Linked DNA regions of Mus musculus: region 2 is linked to region 1. The links are chromatin contacts, called in public Hi-C maps. All regions are on one chromosome and are shown on one strand. Each heading gives the region's core, a stretch centred on a gene start, on an enhancer-like site or on the middle of the called end of the contact. The rest is flanking DNA. Distances are from core to core; before and after follow the strand shown.

Region 1 (7,686 bases), core at 2,204-4,703:
GCTAAAAGGCCGTCAGCAACCACTGCAGCTTGGGTGTTGAGTGAAATAAGTAGTAGAAGAATTTGCAATACAAAGTGTTCTTTCCTAATATCACTTAGTAAAAGCATCCGTTTATGAAATCTACTTGTGAATTTTAGCCGTGCCCGGGGAAAGCAGATGGCTTGCCCAATCCGTATATCATAGAAAATATCAAATATTTTATCCCTTCAAAGCACAGTGGCATTGTTTCCAAGGTACCCCTTTAAAAGTTGAAGACTCCATCTGTGTGTGAGAGGCAGGGGGGATCACTAGCAGCAGGGGCGGCCCTGGCTTACTCAAATCCCCTGCTTAAGCTGTGGCAGAGCTGGAAGACAAGAGGTCCCTAATTTATCTTGTCATAGATTTTTCAAGCTGCAAGGAAAAATGGGGACAGAGCAAAAACAAGGGAATTCTGAGAAGCCATTACCTGTAAATGGAGGAAACCATTGCCAAGTAGCATATTAACTTACTACATGAAACATGCAAGTTTCAAGTAGGGTAGCTGCCAGGCTTCTGGAATGATAGAAGGGATTTTACATGGGTTAAGAAGAGGGAGTCAACTGCAACAACAGGAACTGAAGAATCTGTGTCTGTATATCTATGTGTGTGTATCTCTGTGTGTGCAGGAGTGTATGGCTGTGTCTCTCTGTGTGTATGAGTATGTATGAGTGTATGTGTGTCTGTGTATGAGTGTGTGTGTGTGTGTCTGAGTATACCTGTGTCTGTGACTGTGTGTGTATAAGTATGTGTGAGTGTGTGTGTCTGAGTATGAGTGTGCGTGTGTGAATGTGTCTCTGTATGTTATACGTGTATGTCTGTGTGAGCATGTGTATGAGTGTATGTGTGTATGTCTCTGTCTGTCTCTGTATGTGTACATGTGTATGAGTCTGTGTAGGTGTGTATGTCTGTGTGTGAGTGAGTCTCTGTGTGTCTCTGTGTGAGAGGATATGTATGTGTGTTTGTCTGTATCTCAGTGTGTGTCTATATATGTGTGAGGGTGTGTGGCTATGTGTGTGAGTGTATGTGTGTATCTGTGGGTGTTTGGGTGCATCTGTGGGTGCATGTGTTTGTGTAGGTGTGACTACATGTACACACAGAGATCAGCCTTTAGAGTCTTTCTCAATTACTCTTTTAGTTTAAGGTGAAGTCTTTCACTGAACCTGAAGCTCACTGATTCAGCAGGACTGGCTACTTGTGAGCCCTAGGGAACCACCAGTTTTTGCCCCCCCCCCCAACACACACACACCCATACTGGGATTTCAGACACACTCTGACAAGTAGCTTTCCCTCTTCCCCACCCGACCCTAGGTGCTGGGGATTTGAAGCAGGGCCATTATGCTTGTATAGCAAGCACTTTACCAAACGCACCACCCCAGCTTCCTTCTGGCCTTTCCTTTTTTTTTTTTTTTTAAACGTTTATAATCTAGCAAGTAGATATTTCGAACATACAATAATGAATGACTCCATTAGGGTATCCCAGGGGACTAGTCTAGGGATAGAATACGGTTGCAGTGGAACCACAGACAAAAGTCAGGCAATTTGCACTTTTCTGTCTTGGCTTTGTGGTCACTCTTTCAGAATGTTTTAATATAAATAGTTATTGTAATCCTTTCTAGTGTTCTCCTTTTGCTGTTCCACATCAAAACATATGCATGGCTATCCTGAAGTATATTCTTACAAAACAAACATCAGCAACAAGCGGGGCTAATCATCAGGCTGGCAGCCACCCAAGTGTGTATTAGGGCACTGGTGTCCCACGAGACCCACTGGAACTTGTAATGACTCTTTGGGTCATGATTTTGTACATGTAAGGGAAAATTACTTGTGGGCAAGTGCCCTGAGCCAGGTTGTCCTGGACTCTTATGTGTTGAAAGGTCAATATGGACTTATGCTAGCATCACAAGAACAACCTTTAACCAGTTCCCTTTGAGAGGAAAAGGTGACCTATGTGAAATTGCTGCACTTGAATCTGATAATGTTTCCTGTTTGTTCTCTGTGTGTCTGATACTAGGTTTTCCTTCTCACCCTAGTTTATTTTTGCTTTGAGAATTTTCCCATTTGCTCTCTCACTTCCTGACTTTTCTCAGTGAATAGTCTAAGCCTTGTCCTGTTTCTTCATGTTTCTGTCTCTTTAAAAATGCTCTCTTCCTCATTTTCCTATAAAGGTCTAATGTATTCATGGACTTTTATTAGTTTATCTATAATACTACTACCAATGGTGTTATACACACAAAGTAAAAAACACCTAATATGTATATGTAACAGGGCCAACAAGAAGGCTCAGCAGGGAAAGATTTTTGCTGCCACACCCGAAACCTGAGCTCAGTCCCTTGGACTCATGTGGTGGAAGGTGAGAATTGTGTCCCACAAGCCACCCTCTGACCTCCACACTTGCTCCATGACACACACACCTGTGTGCACACATATGAACAGAAAGAGGAGCGCTCGACGCTCCTCGCTGCTGCTATTATAAGTGCATTCATTGTAGAGTGTTTTACAAGGAAGTTCGAGGAAACTCAATTGGATAACTATTTTTCAGTGTCTAAACATTTTTAAATATCTTGTTAGTTCATAATTAGCCATATCTTAGTTTAAGAACGATTCACTCCTTAGGGATAATTAAGATAATGTTTTAAAAATAATTTTGCTAGTGTGTAAAGCATGGGGAAACACCTTTGCTGCTGTAGCTGAGGAAGTCTGTATTTTATCTTGTGTTTGTTTGTTTGTTTGTTTGTTTGTTTTTCGTAGACGAATGATTATTTCTTTAGCTTAGATTTCCAGAACTTGAATGGCAGTCCTTGGAATGGGGTTTAAGATCATGTGTAATAGGGAAATGTGCTGTCAAGCTGCTGGCTGTGTTATATTCTTTCTCCAGTGACCACAGCCACAGGGTTTTCACCTCATCCTTGCATCAGCATGCGCTTTTATTTGAAAAGAAAAGTCCGAGGATTTGCGTGTGAAACTGCTAGCTGTTGCATGGGAGCATGCCCTTCTGTGTGTTTATCATTCACTCCCACTCATTCCTTACCTCTCCACCAGCTTGTGCCCCACACTGCTCTTTTCTGGTCCTTTTCCTTGCTCTCCACAGATCCTTTTTCCTCCCGTCAGTTATTTTTGTAAATTCTCTTTTGTCCGATGTCCGGTAACGTGTGGGGCAGAGGGATCCAAATTACATTTGAAGATCATTTTTATGAGTTGTTCCCAGCAGGCATCGTCAAGGCCCCAAGTTTGCTTTTTGTCCCCCACTGTGAAAAACTGATTGGCAGCTGGTGACTGGCAGGGCTCTGGTGCTTGGCACTCACAGGAAACCCTGCAGGAGGTGCCCAGAGCCATGGCGGATGAAGTGTGGCCGAGCCAGCACAAGGTGGGGGACCAGATGTCACCCGATTATGTTCCCTTGAAATCCAGACAAAGCCCCACATTCAGGATCGTTGCCTTGAGACTCCCTGGGTGGAAACTGGAACCCATCCAGAATTTCACAACAGCTGGGCTCCCTAGGCCAGGATTTATGTGCCTTGCAGAAAATGTTACCTGGATGTTATTGATTGGTTTCTGTGAAGCTATCAAACAGTATTCTGAAGACCCAAAGCATACTGCTTTCTGCTGAAACTAAAAAAAAAAAAAAAAAAAAAAAAAAAAAAAAAAAGGCCATATATCACTGAAGCTGCCAGGGTCTCATTAGAGGCTTGGGAAGGCTGAAAGGGAGATGTTTTTCTTATTTACGCCACCCGTGTTAATCTTTGAGGCCATGTGCTGATGTTCTCTGCTTTCTGTGACAAGACCCCTCTCCTAGGAGGAGACAGAGCCCACCCTTCAGAAGTAAATTATATTGTAAAATCAGTTTTCCAGGGAGACCAGTAGATGAGAGCTTTTGTCTTGATGTTTCCTAATCCCCAGTTACACGCTAGGAAGTCGCAGTCTTTTCAGATTCACATTATCGCCCGGGTCATTTTCGTTTGTGTTCTTTCTCTTTCCTCAAAAGGCAGGCAAGCCACAAGCCCAGAGCTATCTGAGTGGCAAGGAGAGAAAAACAAAGCAACACACACACACAAACACACACACGCACACACACATGCACACGCACGCACCTGCCCCACACTACCCCAAAGTTGCTACAGTCAATTGTGCTGAGTTGTGGAGATGGGTTCATTTGAAAACCAAAAGCAATCATCCGGGCTAGGAAGGCAGGTGGTGCTGCTGGTGAACTGTGTGCTGCTCCAGCAATAAGAACCTGAGTTTGGAACCACAGTCCCTGTGTACAACAGGGACTCAGAGTCAGGTAGAGGTGGGCAGATCTGGAGTCTAGATGGCCTGTCAGCTATCGAAACTGGTAAGCTTCAAGTTCAGTGGGAGACCCTGCCTCAAAAACTAAAGCAGAGAGTGATGTAGGGAGACACCCCTGTCTGTGCCTGGCTTCTACATGCAAACAAATACACATGCACACACAAACACACACCTGTTCTCACTCATGCTCACAATCACATAAACACACTCATTCTCTCCCTCTCCCCCGCCCTCTCTCTCTCTCTCTCTCTCTCTCACCTATTTTCTAAATCATAGAATTGGGAAAGCATGCCCAGTCATACGGTATTGGGCTTAATGTATTCCTGATGTAAAGTCAAGAATGGTACTTTATGCCTTGGCTTTAAAACTGGGTGCTCCTGCTGTCTCCATCACCTGATAAAGCCCAAGAGCCTCTCGTCATTCTATTTCTCTCTCCCCCTCTTGTTGCCTGGCGGTCTTCAACTTACTCTCAGACCTCACAGTGAGATTCTGGAACTAACCCTCTCCATTAGAAACAAACAAAATAAATTGCTCCCATTCCCCAAAGGAATGTGCTAAAGCCTCTTTCCTCTGTAACATGGATGCAATTTAAGTTTGGCAAGGGCTGCCTACAATCTACTTCACTAGGAGGAGATGGATTTCTGAGAGACCTGCAGAAAGGACCAGGCATCCCTCTGCCCTCCCTGTGAACTTACAATGACAGAAAGTCAGGCTTGTGCTTTCTGCATCCCCTGTGTGTCTGCAAGGTGGGTCCCCACCCATGCCCTCACTCCAGGAAAGAATGCTTGCCATTAGGAAGTCACTTGTACCTGCTAATTCTGAGTTGACTTCTTCCCATCTGTCCCTGAGAGGCTGTGAGCTGCAGCCTTCGCATTCACGTTTGATTTCCTTTACTAAGGATTAGGTGTCACCAAGCCAGCGCTGCTAAGTGTCACTCTGTGACATTTCTTTTCTTTATCCTGACTTAGAATCCTGCCTATCTGGGATACTCTGAGGGTGATGGATTAAAAGGAAATAAAAATAAGAATTCGGCCTAGTCACTTTGTATTAAACTCAAGTCCTCCAAGGTGGCCTAATCTGAGTTAATCAAGGAACCTGAATCTCGCACTTACATGTGCACACACGCTCACGGGCACCCACACACTCCCCGCAACACTTACACGCAGTGATGGATATGTTGGTTACCCTGATTTGGACAATGATTTTTACGGTGTATACATTTGTCGAAACATCAAGTTGTATTCAGTGCCCCTCTGTCAATTATACCTCAGTAAAGGCGCAAAGGTGACCATTAACTAATCAAGGACAATCCAATCAAGAACCAATTCAAGCGGGGCTCAAAGCACTTAAGCCCGAGCCATTCACCTGGGAGCCAGAAAGCCTTATGCTTGCTGACCTTTCACTTACCCCTACCCCTTCCCTTTCCCTTCACTCCCCTCCCTCCCTTCCCCTTCTCTCCTTCCCTCCTCCCCTACTTCTTTCCCTCCACTCTCTTCCTTCCCTCCCTCCTTCTCTCCTTCCTGCTTCCCCTCCCCTCCACTTCTTCCCCTCCCCTCCTCATTTTGTAAAACGTGCATGCACAAGGCGTGAAGCATATCAACATCTATGCACACATTCTTCAAGCACGACTGAGGGTCAGGTCACCATCCTTGGTGAGTTAGGGTGTAGAAAAGGGTTCTCAGAGTCCACATCTTGGCTGTGTCCAATGGCTTGTCTTTCCTTAATGCCGGGAATATTTAATCACTCTTATTTCTCCCAATCAGCCATTCTCTACTCTTGGGATCATCTTCATGAATTTCTCATAACATTTATTGAACTAGTTGATGGTTTCAGCCAGTTTCTCCTTCATAACCCACAGAGTGCTTATCGCTATAGGATGGTGTCCCGCTCTTGCCAGACTCCGTAACTCTCTTTCATTACATCCATGATCTAGGAACTCTTATGCCTAGTCCATCTACTCCATCATGTTCCTTGTCTGAAACATCTCGAGTAGTCTTTCTTCCATGGTTGGTCTCTACCCCACTTCTCCTTTTCTGAGACTACAGTAATTCTCAAGGCTCAAAGTTAGCCTCCAGTTCACCCTTCTCTCTTCTTAAATAACTGCCACATATCTTAGATTCTTTGCTATCAAAGTGAGAACAGGTGAGGTCAGGGAAGTACACTGGTCAGAGCAAGAACGGCACTTGAGAGAGAAGCACACTTCAGCTCTTAGGCCAGCGGTAGTGGGCACAGGAGACACAGCTTAGTGCTGCTACCTGAGGAGACTGGGGGCGGGGCAGGGGAGATCTTCTGAGAGACCTCTTTTAACAGGAGGCCTGGATTTGTGACTTCACCACAGACAAGAATTTCAGTACAAGTCGGAATGAAGAAAAGCTGGAATTAATTAAGAAGCGGTTTTACCATAGATTTAAACATGACTGTTAGTCGGTGGGGGTGGTTCTTAGGGAAAGAACAGTGCACATTCAAGACATCGAGATAGGCATCCCAAAAGAGCCACTCCAGTGTCACAGAAACAGCCATGTTCACAACTTTGGTGTCTTCGAAGTTACAATGTTCAAGGGATTGACTTTTAGGACACTTTTCTTTTTCTTTCTGGTTTTGTTTTTGTTGTTGTTAGTGGTGGTTTATCTTGTTTGTTTGTTTGTTTGTTTGGTGAGTGGCATCATGGCCTGGTTTCTGAGGCATGCTTGTCATTCTAGGCTCATAATCTAAGAGTCCAGCTTAGACAGGCTGCGGGATCGTCATCATGTGTAAGTGGGAAGGAAGTCAAGCATGAGTTTTGACTACAAATAAAGTTTCTCTCCTCGTTTGGGAGTCTTGGAGTAAGGTTCAACTCAAAGTCACCTACTCTTAAGGTTTCAGCCTGGTTTTCTGTCATGTATTTTAAATATTATTATAAAAGAACCATTTCTATAGAGTCCATCTTCACAGTGGACTTTGTCAGATGCATCGGTATTCCTGACTGAATAGAGACTTCAGTCAGACCATTTTCTCATTCCCATGTCACCTTAATTTTCCCTGTCTTTCTTTGATTTTGTTTTTTAGTTTACTTACACATGTATGTGTGTCTATGTGTATATATGTGTACATGCTGGTAGGTCCCTTCAGAGGCCAGAAGAGGATACCAGCACCACCACTACCCGTGAGTGGGATTACAGCTGACTGTGAGCTGTCTGAAGTGAGTCCTTGGAACCAGTGGTCTGTTGTGCACGTCACTATTGAGCAGTCTCTCCGATCTACCTCCCCCTCTATTCTGCCTTACTTCAAGATCCAGTCTCCATGAATAAGGCAGGCTTCCGGGCGAAGTCACATGCTTTCTCTTTACGAATTACACCTCAGGGATGTTTCTGTTGACTTAATCATTCACTGGGATCCTACCTTCTA
Region 2 (7,686 bases), core at 3,056-5,555, 120 kb before region 1:
CAAGGACCAAAATTCAAGAACACATGCCAAGCTGAAGTAAAATTTAACATAGTATACAAAATTTTCCATCAACTTATTGTCTCCCCCAGGAATAATTGACATGTAATATAGATCTTGGTATGGGTTCAGTTGTAAAATTTAGTGTGTTTTTAAATTTCTCTTCTTTAGCAATTATTGTTTTGTTTTGTTTTCTAGCGAGGAAATGATTGCTAGCTGTCCAAATTAATGGAACTCACCAGTCAGCGTAGATCCTACAGTTTGTTTTCTGAGGCCTTAGCTTCTTACCCCTATTTCTTATTGAGTTTAAAATTTTAAATTGCACTTTATTTTTTGATTTGTGGCTCTTGGATTATTTTTTCTTAAAAATTTCCAGATAGATGCTTCTAGAGGAGGTACTGTGTACTGTATTAATGCCTGGTGGAATTTCTCCAGGGGACGTTGGCTTCGTTTCTTCCTTTTATCCAGAGCGATTGCAGTGTAACCAGTGTTGTGATGTAACTGTATCTTATATTGGTATATTCAACCTTTTAAAAATATAGTTTTGTTCATGTACAGATTTGGCTAGTGAGTGTTCTCTTTTAGTGTTTACACATATACATTATATGTTTATGAGAACAAAGCAAATACAGAAGGTATCACTTTAGTCAAAAAGATGTCTGAGCCAAGAAATTTCCGCTTATATTTCTAGTTATTCGAAACAATCAGTCCATAGTCATTATTTTATAAACATATGATGCTTTTATACCTATTTAGTAGAATTTTCAAATCTATAATCTTTTTTAAAACTTCCTTTCCTAGTCCTGGGAACCTAAGGCCGTGTTTATGGTAGGCCAGCCCTCTACCACTGGGGTATATCCTTAGCCTTTTAAAAGATTTTTCTTACTGATGTTTGTTTTTTATTTTTTCACATGGGGTTTCTCTGTGTAGCCTTGGCTGTCCTGGAACTCAAGCTGTAGACCAGACTAGCCTCAAACTAAGAGTTCCACCTACCTCTGCCTCCTGAGTGGTGGGATTAACGGTATGCACCACCACCAACCAGCAGGTCTTTCCAAAAGTTTTTCATTTCGATCTGGGAATTGCCAAGGCAGGCCTAAAACTGTCTATCTCGTTGCGACAGCTCCTGAGTGACTGACTGGGAACAGGCATTTTGATTCTGATGTATTCTCTTTCTCTCTTTCTTTTGCCCAGTGTATATGAGAACATAATTAATATGTGAGATTTATTCTACAATCTTTCTTTGGGACCTATTTGCTATAGCCACACTTGGATCTTTTCAATGTAAATAGCCTGAATTTATTCTGGGGCTATGGGCTCCCATCTCCCAGATGTTCACACCTCCCAATACCCGCCTCTCCTGCTTCTCATTGGGCTTCAGGCTTTTCTCTGACCGTCTGAGCTACATGATCTATCTCTAATTATTCATTTGACACCTCTGTACCCCAGTGACCTTGCACTGCAAAGCACCATAGTCCATCAGTCTCATACTGTCCCAAACGGAAATGACCCTGGGCCCACATACATCCTCTTAATCTAAAAGCACATACTAATGCCTTTATAAGTAAGTGCCTATATAAAAAAGGTACTTACTTTTTCCTTTAAAAGCAGGTCATGATAAAGGAGAGAGGCATGCCTGTAGTTCCCTTGTTCCATGCCATCTCCTAGTTGGTGTTCTGTGAGGCATGCAGAAGGCTGTTCATAAGGGTGTGTGGCTCCAACTTGACGAAATTTGTCCTTGTTTCCCAAAGGTATAGAACAAAAATAAACACTTGTTTGCATTCCTCATACAAACGAGAACTCTCACATTCTCTTTTTTTCTGTCACTATGAAATTATGAAGTATCTTAGGTATTTTTAATGTATCTAAGATCCATGCTGCCATTTCACTTGGATGGTAGTGGGATTCTTGTAGCACTAGTCATATACTTTCTCAAACTGAAAGGACCTAGAGCCCACATAAATCTACTTAATCTAAAGGCATATATTCTGTAGTTAATAAATAACTACACAACAAAAATTGTGTAATAATAAATAACAAAAAGCAAACTTGAAAATATGATTCAACTACTTGTGGGAGTTTACCACGTACACTGGCAAACTCCAAGGTGTTCTATTTGAAGGTCAGTATAATGTGGAAGTCGCCAATTGGAGCAGATAATGTCTGAGAAGGGGCAAAACCTTATAAAACTTATCTTGAAACATTTGCCTAGGAGGTCCTATTTCCCATGATAAAGATCAGTATTTAGAGACAGTTTTGCCTTCATCTACACCTGAATTATATAGACAGAATGTTGGAAAGAGCATGTCATAGATTTAAAATACTTACAAGAGACATTTCTGAGGTTAGGGGTTCTTAGCTAATTGGCTTTATTCATGCAATTTCGCATTCACTTTCTGTTGCCGTGTACACGTCCCACACAGGTTCTGGGTTGTTGTCTGATTTTAGGTCACATATCAGTTAAGATCCCATCTGATCCTGACTCGGGTCAAGAGCATCTTTGATTTAGGTTTTAGATTCTGTAGCCCTTTAATGATGTCATCCGGTGCTGAAGCCATCTGTGAGATAAATTGTCTTGATAAGTAAAAACTTGGAATGTATTTTATGGTATTAGAAGATTTAATTCACTTTTACAAACATTTCTACTCCTAAATGCATCCTCCCTTCCCCTGCATAATGACTCCCTGCTATTAATGTGCTGAAACTACACATCATATATTTGGCAAATACAGACACTAGTATGTTGGAGGTTAGGCCTGTCTGGACATATTCTAGACAGCAAATGCACAACCATTTAACAGCCTGCATTTCCTCACTTACAGTTTACTTAGAGTTTGTAGCTAGTGGTTAATCAATAAATACTTGTTTAAGCGATCAATAGTGGTTTTAATTCCAGGTTAACAAGGATCCCTGCTGCACTAACAGTTTATATGAACTCTATAAACGTCTCCACTTTTTGAGTAGTTCGTGGTGTCAGAGTAGGACCCTCCCAGTAGCTGTGGACATGGAGGCGGAACACTGGCAGGTTGGGCACTTCCTATCATCATTTGCTCCAGAGAAGGGAGTCCGTGGAAAGTTGGCTGCTGTCCCCTTACTGAGTTTTTATGCAGTGTGGTTTGACTGTACCCTTGCCTGTGGGGAACATATGTCAATACCTTCTCTAGGTAACTGTCCACCTTGTACTTAAATATTGTTACGATTTTCCTTGACAAGTCTTGTCTTCCCATGCTGCTTATCATAGCATATTATTTCTGACTGAAAGGATTATCATTCTTTTGTTATGGCCAAATGTATCTCTTGCTAGTGCTGACTTATGGCTCGTTCCATAGATTTCCAGTAATGAGACGGAGTGCTATGAGGTAAACATCTGCGCACATGAGCGGGGGGGTTTTAAATCACAGCCTGCAAACCACGGAGCTTCGTGGTGCAGTTAGTCCATCTCCTCAGAAATGCCTGTGGTAAAGGCTTCTTGAAAATGGCCAGGCTCCAAGCAGGTCACTTAGGTGACACTTTCAGTCATTTGCGTGATAGGTCCATGTTGGCTTGGTGAGGCTGACCTCCACGGGTCAGGGAGGACAATTCACCAGCCGGGGAATTGATGGACATAGTCTCAGCGGGAGGGAGCATGAAATACTTTTAAACACATTGATGACTTTGCAGTGTAGCATTTAAACATGTAACCGGTCATGGATCCCCCAGTCACGGATGACCGCCCACTTTGTGACTGTGCAATGGCTATAAGATGTTCAGACGTGCCTGGGGGGAAGACCGTGAAAACAAACGCACGGCAGATCTCTGCGGAGCTCTCCTGTCCGGCTCTGCAGTGAGTCGCTTACCTCGTGCTGCTGAGTTACTTTTGGCCTTCGCTCTTGATCCCATGACAGGAGAAGACATGCATTACTAAGGAGTCAGAGAGCTGTGGAAGGGGGGACTTCCTCAAAGAGCTTGTGTTACAGTCCCTCTGGGTGATGGTGTGTCTCTCCTTCCCATGTGTTGCCCAACTCCTTCAGGAAGCTCCCCCCTCCCACACAGACACTGTAGGGGCTGGTTTCCAGTAAGAAGATCACTGCAGCTTTTGGGAACTAAAAACAAAACAGCCATTCCTGCACTGCGAGGCTTCATATGATGGGAGGAAAAAATACAGGAGGGGCCAGAGTTCATACCACTTTCCTGAAGGTTTTATTGACTTTTCTGCAGGGGAGAAATCTCTGTGTCTTCCAGATATATAATTCATTTTATATATGTGTATGTCACACAAACATCTGTCCTATATATGTATATGTCACATATATGTATGTGTCACATATGTGTATATCATATATGTATGTATATGGCACATGTAGTCAGACTATAGGAATAAATAAACAACATACAGTCTACTGTCTTCTCTTCTTTGCATTGTATATATTCTTTGCAATATACATAGATTCATCCAATGCCAGGTTATGCCCTTATAGTCTCTAACTAGAAAATCCCAGGTAGGTTTGGTTTTTTATTTCTTCATCATTTCCGCCTTAATTAATGCTCTTGTCTCACAGAAGCTCCTCCAGGCCTTTATGTATAACACGATAACTCTGGCTGCCTCCTTCCCATCTGTTCTCTCCCCAGTTCCTCGTTCCATGCCCCGTGCCACTTCACTTCCCGTTGCCACCCCACCCTTGAGCTCCCTCCATCGTGTTGCTTCTGTGTACTACGGTAAAAGCTAACTTGAAAATAACAGGGTCTCCAAGACCCACATGGCACTCCTTGCCCCGTCTTTTAGAAGGACAGCACCGCTACTAGTGTAGACAGGAGCCAGGAAACCCTAATAGATCAAATCAAGGCAGCTACACTCTGCTCTCTTAAAATTCTGTAAGTAATGTTTGCATTTCTTACTTCACATGTTGCTTTTATTTTTTTCTCTATTTTGGTGCAGTTTTGTCTCTTACTTGAGTTCAGTTCAGTAGGAATATTTAAAATACTAACCAGTTAATAACATAATTTGATGAATGAACTATAATTTAAAGCAATTTCATTCCATTTAATAAACTGCAGGTATACTGGAGTCAAATAAAATATGTTCTGGACAGAAAGACCGTATCTGTTTAGGAATAGATGCTAGGAGTCTAGGGACTTTCCCCCAATGTACAGAATATGGCAAGCATTTAATACATTCCACAGAAAAAGAAAATGCCACTCAATCTTTATTTCAAATTGATAGTGTGTGAAAATATGCATGGAATATTTATTCTCGTGAAAATGAGCCCTCATTCATAAGTGGATCATTAAGTAAGACATGACTTCCGGATAGGAAGGGGAGGTGGAGAAGCAGTGCAGAAGGACTGTGGAGAATGCACGTTCTAGAGGATCAAACACTCAGTGGCTCCAGAATACCCTGAGATGGTTTTGTTTTCTGATCAATTCTTGGGAGCGACAGGATGCAATGGGCCACTGAGTTTCCATGTGGTGGAAAACAACACAAGCAACCAGCCTGCTAGAAACGCACGGCCAGATGGTGTACATCCAGGTCATGCTGAGCTGACGGGTTGGAAATGCCAGCTCTGCAGAGTGGTTGGAGCCAAATGATTCTTCAAGGTAACCCTGCTTAAGACTCGCATGTGCGTCTCCATGTAAAATTACACTGTAAGCAGTGTGGTGAGTTTCAAGAAGACAGGGTAGTACTTTGAGGCATTAGATGTTCCCCGTGGGATCTGGTAACTGTCCATGGGAATCAAACTCTAGTAAATGTAGTAGAAATCCAAATCGTGTTTCAGTATTGGCCAACTGTTTCTTTAAGCAAATAACCCAAAGTCAACTCACTGGTGAAGGAATGGTGGAATGTTTTAGACATGTTACATCATCTTTTGATGATGAAAGCTAACAACAGACTGTTCCATTCTTTGGTGGGTATTAGGATCCCATGACCTTTATCATCTCAGGCAAGCATATTACCATGGATTTGCATCCCTGACTTGTTCTGTTAAAGAAACACTAACTACCAGCCAAGTTCCCTCTTTCTCCTTAGGCTGAGGCTCTAGGAAACCATTCGTCTTGCCTCCCTCTCCTTGGTGCATTCTCACTTGGAGAAGTGCTCATAGGAGTTCTGGGGAGGTTGAGGTCACTGTATGCAGGCAGGAGAGAGGCAAATGGGATGACTAGAGATGCAGGGAAGCCACCAAGTACTTGTGAGTGGACAAATGCGTTCGGTGACACGTTGCATAGGGCGAGGATACACTTTGATTCTGCATACCATTAGCTGTTCAAGTTCTGTTGTTTAGAATATTAATGACTTTCCTCATGGTTGAGACAAGGTTGCTGATGAAGCAAGGTAAGAAAGGGGTTACCTTGGCAGCCAGAGACAAGGAGAGAGAGAGAGAGAGGGAGAGAGAAGGAGGGAGGGAGGGAAAGAGAGAGAGAGAGAGAGAGAGAGAGAGAGAGAGAGAGAGAGAGAGAGAGAGAGAGAGAGGTATGAATGTGGGTACCCTGCTCACTTTCTGTATTTGGTTCATTCTAGGACCCCAGGCTAAGGTGTGGTGGCTCCTACATTTAGAGTGGGTCTCCAATCTCATTTAGCCTAATCTAGAAACTCTCACAGATGTGCTCAAATGTTTGTCTCTTGGGTTTCTAGCTCTGTCAAGTTGAGATATGAGCTCCCACGTGCTATTTAGTGCATGTCTCTTTGTAGAAATTCTTTTGGTTTTCTCCTCTACTAGAGTGAGTTTGTTTTCCACCTTTCCTTTCTGTTTTCAACTTCTCTCCTCTTCCTTTTCCTTCGATAGCTTCATAAAAGTATGCTTCCCCCCCAAAAAACAACTAGTCATTTATTCATTTAAAATTCAGGTTTATCAGTATCAATTTTTTATGTGATACAGGTTGAATATGCCTTATCAAAAATGCTTGGAATCGGGAGTGTTAATGGATTTTGGATGTTGTGTTTGGTTTGGATTTGGAGGGTTTATATTGTACATAATGTGCATACAATCCCCTGGCCTGAGGATGGGATGTCTAACACAAAATCCAGTTTTTGTGTGCCTTGTACACTTATTTGGAAAGTAATCTTATACAATATTCTTAATTGATTGGCTCATAAAACACCATTTACGTATCGCAGATGAAGGGTTTTAGATTTAGAAATGATGCTGCAGATTTGCATTTTGACATTGACCCATCAGATGACGTCACGTACGGTGTCACTACCCACTGTGCCATGGTGACGCTCAGATTTTTCTCACTGTGACTGAGAATTTCTCATATGAGTAAGTAAGGTATGCTTCATCTATGTAACTAATAGTTATAAGAGCCTTCACATCTGTATCTGAAAAAGACTGACTCATATATTTACATGAAAATCCAAATATTTTATGTTAGTTCATCAATTGAAGGCACCAAGTGTACCATTGACTGTATCCTAGAGCTTTTACATGAAGAATAGTAGCGAATTCCTGCATGGAAAGTATGATGGAAATCTAAATTAGGCCTTCTTCCTTGCGCCTGTCTCCCGGGTGAATTTCCTTATTCTGTGGGTTACATAAAACACACGAGTGAGTTCCAGATACTTACGCTTCATTGGCACCAAGCCAAATTTCTATTTTCTTTTCCTGTAGAAAAAAAAATGATGCTGTCGGATTTTTGCACATAGTGCACCACTAGGTTTTTTGAGCTCACCCAACCCTGCACTGATTACCCGGCCCTTAAAATTAGAGGGGCTGAGTT

The links. A called contact is a pair of places that touch in the nucleus more often than the background predicts.
Region 2: a Hi-C map of cerebellar granule neurons shows a contact between it and region 1, with 2.1 times the contacts expected there. The contact joins two enhancer-like sites. A contact is called at or near these places in 2 of 484 Hi-C or Micro-C datasets (cerebellar granule neurons and cerebellum) and 2 of 9 other capture datasets (adipose tissue and pancreatic islet).

The regions. Positions count from the first base shown.
Region 1 is chr10:13,710,463-13,718,148 of GRCm38.p6, reverse strand. The region is part of intron 3 of Aig1 (androgen-induced 1); the gene reads left to right. Among named protein-coding and RNA genes, the nearest start is that of Aig1, 150 kb to the left of the region's middle. Within about 2 kb of position 3,453, at least 45 of the 459 cell types and tissues checked have an H3K27ac peak or open chromatin away from gene starts, as enhancers often do. A contact at or near this core is called in cerebellar granule neurons and cerebellum, where this site is marked.
Region 2 is chr10:13,834,085-13,841,770 of GRCm38.p6, reverse strand. The region is part of intron 1 of Aig1 (androgen-induced 1); the gene reads left to right. Among named protein-coding and RNA genes, the nearest start is that of Aig1, 31 kb to the left of the region's middle. Within about 2 kb of position 4,305, at least 38 of the 459 cell types and tissues checked have an H3K27ac peak or open chromatin away from gene starts, as enhancers often do. A contact at or near this core is called in cerebellar granule neurons and cerebellum, where this site is marked.